Regions from separate parts of the Canis lupus genome. Here region 1 is linked to region 2. A link is a contact called in public Hi-C data. All regions are on one chromosome and are shown on one strand. The core of a region is the stretch at or near the end of the contact, and the rest is flanking DNA. Distances in the headings are between cores, read along the strand shown. Region 1 overlaps SLC25A46 (solute carrier family 25 member 46). Region 2 overlaps TSLP (thymic stromal lymphopoietin).

The links. A called contact is a pair of places that touch in the nucleus more often than the background predicts.
Region 1: a contact with region 2 is called in a Hi-C map of skin fibroblasts, with 3 times the contacts expected there. The contact joins two enhancer-like sites. A contact is called at or near these places in 2 of 9 Hi-C or Micro-C datasets (amygdala and skin fibroblasts).

Annotation. Positions count from the first base shown.
Region 1 is chr3:1,711,988-1,714,687 of UU_Cfam_GSD_1.0, forward strand. SLC25A46 (solute carrier family 25 member 46) reads right to left here. Exons shown (of 8, transcript XM_038532154.1): 6 at 630-686. Among named protein-coding and RNA genes, the nearest start is that of SLC25A46, 15 kb to the right of the region's middle. Within about 2 kb of position 1,339, at least 2 of the 20 cell types and tissues checked have an H3K27ac peak or open chromatin away from gene starts, as enhancers often do.
Region 2 is chr3:1,508,637-1,511,336 of UU_Cfam_GSD_1.0, forward strand. It overlaps TSLP (thymic stromal lymphopoietin), which reads right to left. Exons shown (of 6, transcript XM_038532126.1): 4 at 1,730-1,774; 5 at 851-985. Among named protein-coding and RNA genes, the nearest start is that of WDR36, 12 kb to the left of the region's middle. Within about 2 kb of position 1,260, at least 12 of the 20 cell types and tissues checked have an H3K27ac peak or open chromatin away from gene starts, as enhancers often do.

The sequences.
Region 1 (2,700 bases), core at 89-2,588, 200 kb after region 2:
TTTAGACATAAATGTAATATTACAACTTTGCAAGCCTGCAAAATATAGTTATTTAAAATAATATCAAGGTGGGACTTACCTAACCCTATGGGCCAGGTCCTGGCAAGTAGTAGTTTTCAAGGTGAATGGAACATCACTAAGTAATAATGTGCTGGAATGTCTCCCAGAGGGAGCCAGCAAGCTTGGGGGATTTCCAATTCACAATCTTCAAAAAAAATTAAGAAGTAAAGAGTAAAATTCTAATCTATAAAAATGTCAGCGTTGTAAAATCATGAAGTGACTACATTTTAAGGACACTAAGGTTTGAGTTTGCTCATCACTATACAAATTAATTTTTGTCTATTTTTCTGAGAGTTTGGGTTAAATAAGTTGAAGACCTTTGCTAACTTCCTAAGAAGACAGAAAAATTAGGTTGTGATTTCAGCCTTTCAAACTAGAAAGATTGATTTTAAAGGTAATATAGATTTTAGGATTTTATTCCTCAATTCAATGTTACTTGTCTTTTGAAGTTCTAGTCCCACAAATATTTTATTGCCCTAATTTTCTTCATTGTATTAAGATTTTTTCCAGTTCTAATGCTATAGAAATTAATGCAAATTTTCAATGTATGTGCCACTTTTGATACTTACGATTTCAGCAGAAGGTGTTCTCCTATTTGTTTAGGATTCCATTTATGTGAAATCTCCCTAAAAAAGAAATTTCGAGGAAACAAAAACCATGTTATTTACAACATCTTGAATTAGCCCAACTTTCAAAAAGGTAATCAATCGATGGTAATTTAAAATATATATATATATGGAGGAGAGAGATACTCTAATGATGAACATTTTCCTTTCTGGGTCACGCTTCAGACAATTACGGTGGTTTAAAAAGTAAAAAACATACTAAGTGTTTTTCTATGTGCCAAAAGGAGGGGCTGACAGAGGAGGAAGAGCTACCACTGATTATAAAAAACTTAAAGGAGGAACACGAAAACTTCAAGAAGATATAAAAATGACAGGTTGAGAAAGAAAGAATAGTTGCGGGGCGGGGGGAGGGAAACAAGCAATTGGATAAAGGAAGAAAAAGCTTTAAAAAATAAGAAAGAATTTAAAGACAAAACAAAATGAACTATAATGCAGACTGAATGACACATGACATTTGTGTAGCACCAAATTTGTCAAGCGCCTTTCCTTATTATGATGACATTAATCTTGGGACTTTTATTATATCATCTTTTTGTCCACCTACTATAATGCCAGGCATGGTGCAAAGTGCTTTGCATGACTTACTTCTAACCCTCACAATGACCTTGTTATCCCCGTTTCACAGGTGAGGAAATAGGCTCAGAGAGGGTTCATAACTCAGCCAAAGCCATACAAATAGTTAATGGTGGAACTGAGTTCTAAACCCTGGTCTCAGGAAGCCTGGGTGGCTAGTGATGGAGTATCTGCCTTTGGCTCAGGTTGTGATCTTGGGGTCCTGGGGTTGAGTCCCACAAAGTCCTCCCCGCCGGAAGCCTGCTTATCCCTCTGCCTGTGTCTCTGCTTCTGTGTGTCTCTCATGAATAAATAAACAAAATCTTTAAATAAAATAAAATAAATAAAATAAAATAAATTAAAAAAATAGAATAAAATAAAATAAACCCTGGTCTCTAGGACTTGGAAGTCCGCACACTCTCTGCCTGCACTGCCTCTCATCCCATTTGATACAGGAAGATATCCCGTGAGGTCAGCAAAGCAGGTATCGTCCAATTTGTTTTACTTATGAGAGAAAGGAAGGTTGGAAGACCCACAGGGAGATGTTCAAGGTGACAGGCAGGGTGCCAGGTCTGGAGCCAAGGTCTCCCACTGTGTGCTCCTGGCTATTTAGGTCACCCTCAGAAACCAGAAAAGAGAGAAGAAAAAGAAGAGAGGCAAGCTGCAAAAAAACACAAGAGGAGAAAGCTGTACCAAGAGGAAAGTGAAAAAGGAGAAAAGAGTATGGAGAGAGAGCAAAAGTAAATGATAAAGCAGAATAAACTGGGAAGGCAGAGAGAGGGCGGGGGGGGGGGGGGGGAGAACAGCAGAGAGGCAAGTGTGAAATAAATGAAGTGTGAAATAAAGAGAACTGCCAAGCTCCCGTCATGAAACTGGCACCCACGGCACCACGGCCACAGCAGAGAGCTGAGGAAACCGCTTCTACCTGGAATGAGAGAATATGACCAACCGAAGGATGTAGGGAATACTTTTATATTCAAAAGGTATAGGAAATAATCACTAATAAGCCCTTTAAAAAACTCCATACAATTACAATGGGTGGTGTGCAGACTTTCTGAGAATGAAAGATCTGCAGAGAAACTTTTAGAAAACAGACTGACCACCTCTGATCAATAAAACATAGAGAGCCTTCTGGATTGCGTTCTGATTAAGTTAATACTAAAGTGACCAGTATTTAAGCCTGAACAACCCCAGAAAAATATAGCTGAAATGACCACCAAGGATTTGGATGAAAAATATTAAAAAGGTTAGGCTTTCCTTATTTTTTTAAATAAGATTTTATTTATTTATTCATGGGAGACACAGAGAGAGAGAAAGGGAGAGACACAGGCAGAGGGAGAAGCAGGCTCCATGCAGGGAGCCCGACGTGGGACTTGATCCCAGGATCCCAGGGTCACATCCTGAGCCGAAGGCAGAAGCTCAGCCGTTGAGCCACCTGGACGTCCCATCGCTTTCCATTTTT
Region 2 (2,700 bases), core at 10-2,509:
TTCACTAGACCCAGAGGAGTTTCTCTTGTGGCATTTAGGGCCTCCTGCTCGGTCTTGCAGATGAAATTGAACATGTCAATGTTCAATTGACATTGAATTGAACATCTTCTAAATTGAAGATGTCAAGTTAGAAGTTTGGGGGCCAGGGATGCCTGGGTGTGGCTCAGCGGTTGAGTGTCTGCCTTTGGCTCGGAGTGGGATCCGGGATGGAGACCCTAGGGAGCCTGCTTCTCCCTCTGCCTGTGTCTCTGCCTCTCTCCGTGTCTCTCATGAATAAATCAAATCTTAAAAAAAAAAAAAAAAAGTTTTGGGGCTAGGATTCAAAGTCAGGCCAGACCTTCTGCAGACTTCCTGCTCCTAACTCCGCACTACTATTTCTAGTTAAAGCTACACATCCATTCAGAGGCAGGTAACTGCGTGTGCAAAAATCCATTGTGCAAAGAGCCAGCCGTACCAGCAAGTAAGCAGGTGTGGGTAGAGACTTGATGTATCATCTAGCATTGTAAGAAAGCAGCACGCATTATCGGTGATAAACCCAAGCAATGCCGCTCGAGGTGTGTAGCGGATAAGGATGGCATTAGGGGCCCGTGCAAGGTTGGGTCCTTGGGAGGCAGCATTTTGGACGATCAGCCTCTCCGGCTCGGGCGGCCAAGATGTAGGCGGCTCGCTGAGGACAGCCTGAGACGCTGCCCGAGGTTCAGAATTCTAATTCTGCCCAAAGACTCGGAAGCCCCGAAACAAGCGAGGGGCTGGTTGCCAGCTGTCGCCCGCTGGCCTGCTCCTGCAGGGGGCCTTTGGGCTCCTACGGCCCCGGCCCAGGCCCCAGCGTGACCCGCGGCCCGCGGCTTACCGGCGCTGCGGCGTAGCCCGGGCACTCGGCGGCGAGCGCGGCGACCGTCCCCTCGGCGAAGGCCTCCCGGGCGCCCGACGCGCAGCCGCGGATGCGGTGCAGGGTGAGCCGCTCGATCCTGGCCAGGCAGTCGGGCTGCGGGGGGCGGGGCGGGGCGGGGCGGGGCGGGGCGGGGACCGGCGGGGGCAAAGAGCGACGGTCGGCGGGAGACCAGTGGGGGGCCGCGGGGGGCACGGCCGGAGCGGCAGGGAGCCGGTCCTTGGGCGGCGCGGCGGGAGCAGGCGCGGGGCTCGCTCCGCGCCCGTTCCCGGTTCCCGGTTCCCGCTCCCCGCCGCAGCCCACCGGCGGCGCCCAGACCGCGCTCTCGCCGCAGGGGCGCCCCCTGCTCCGCGCCCGCTCCCCCGGCCCCGCCCCTGGGCGCCCCTCCCCGCTCCCTCCCTGCTCCGCGCCTGGCCCCTAGTGCCCGCCCGCTCCCCGCTCCCCTCCTGCTCCGCGCCCCTCCCCGCTCCCCCCTGCTCCTCCCGGCTCCGGGCCTGGCCCCTGGTGCCCGCCCGCTCCCCGCTCCCCTCCTGCTCCGCGCCCCTCCCCGCTCCCCCCTACTCCTCCCGGCTCCGGGCCTGGCCCCTGGTGCCCGCCCGCTCCCCGCTCCCCTCCTGCTCCGCGCCCCTCCCCGCTCCCCCCTGCTCCGCGCCCCTCCCCGCTCCCCGCCCTCGGCGCCCGCTCCGCCCGCCCTCCCCGACCGCGGCAGGTCTCGGGGCCAGGCCGGCACCGCCCCGAGGCCCGCCCGGAGGCCCGCGCCGCCCCGCCCCCCGCGGCCCGCCCCGCCGGTGCCCCCGCGGATGCCCCCGCCCCCGCCGCCGGTGCCGCCCGCCCGCTCACCGGGTCCGCGCAGTACACGGGGTGGCTGAACTCCGTGCTCCTGGTCTGCAGGAAGGAGAAGCGTGTGCGACACGCGGGTCAGGCGCCGGGTCCCTGGCGAGGCCGCCGCCCGCGCCCGCCCGCGGCTCCCGGCGTCGCGGGTGCCTCGGTGCGTGGCCGTGGGAAGGGCCCGGGACGCCCGGCCCCACAGCGCCCTCCCCAGCGCCCCGGGCACGCTGGCCGCCGTCCGACTGCAGCAGGGAGCCGGGAGGCCGCGCTCCCAGGGCCCCGCCTTCTGCCTCGTGGCCACCTGTGCATTCACACATGCGTGCCCCATCCAGAACCAGTAATCAGGGGAAATGATCGCTGCTGTCTATTAAAACTCTGAAACGCACCCCATCCCATAACGGCATTCCGAGGCTTCTGGAACACTAGAAACCCAGGGCTGCGATCCCTGGCCAGGGCTTGGCTCACAAGAATTCCCTCTCTTTTTACCCTTCCTTTTCTCTCTGGCCCTCACCCACGGTCTTCTCTCTCCTGCACCTGGGGGAGCAGCGCTGGGGCAGAGAAAACACACCTGGATATGTGTTATCTGTCACTATTGCTCCTCATCAATATCTGCACACCTCATGTGCACCGATTTCTAGGTCGTCCTTTGAGAGGCCAATATATTTAAGTGTCACTTGTAAAAAAATTTTTGACAAAATGCCGGGCCGCGATCTTTTTCCAGATTATTTTTCTTTCCTTAAAAATTAAATTGTAGTTTATATTTGTGTACACCCGTTCTTTTGATGAAAACACATTTGTTTTTTAAAAAATGTTTATTCAGGGATCCCTGGGTGGCTCAGCAGTTTAGAGCCTGCCTTTGGCCCAGGGCATGATCCTGGAGTCCCAGGATGAGTCCCGCATCAGACTCCCAGTGTGGAGCCTGCCTCTCCCTCGGCCTGTGTCTCTGCCTCTCTCTCTCTCTCTCTCTCCCTCCGTCTATCATG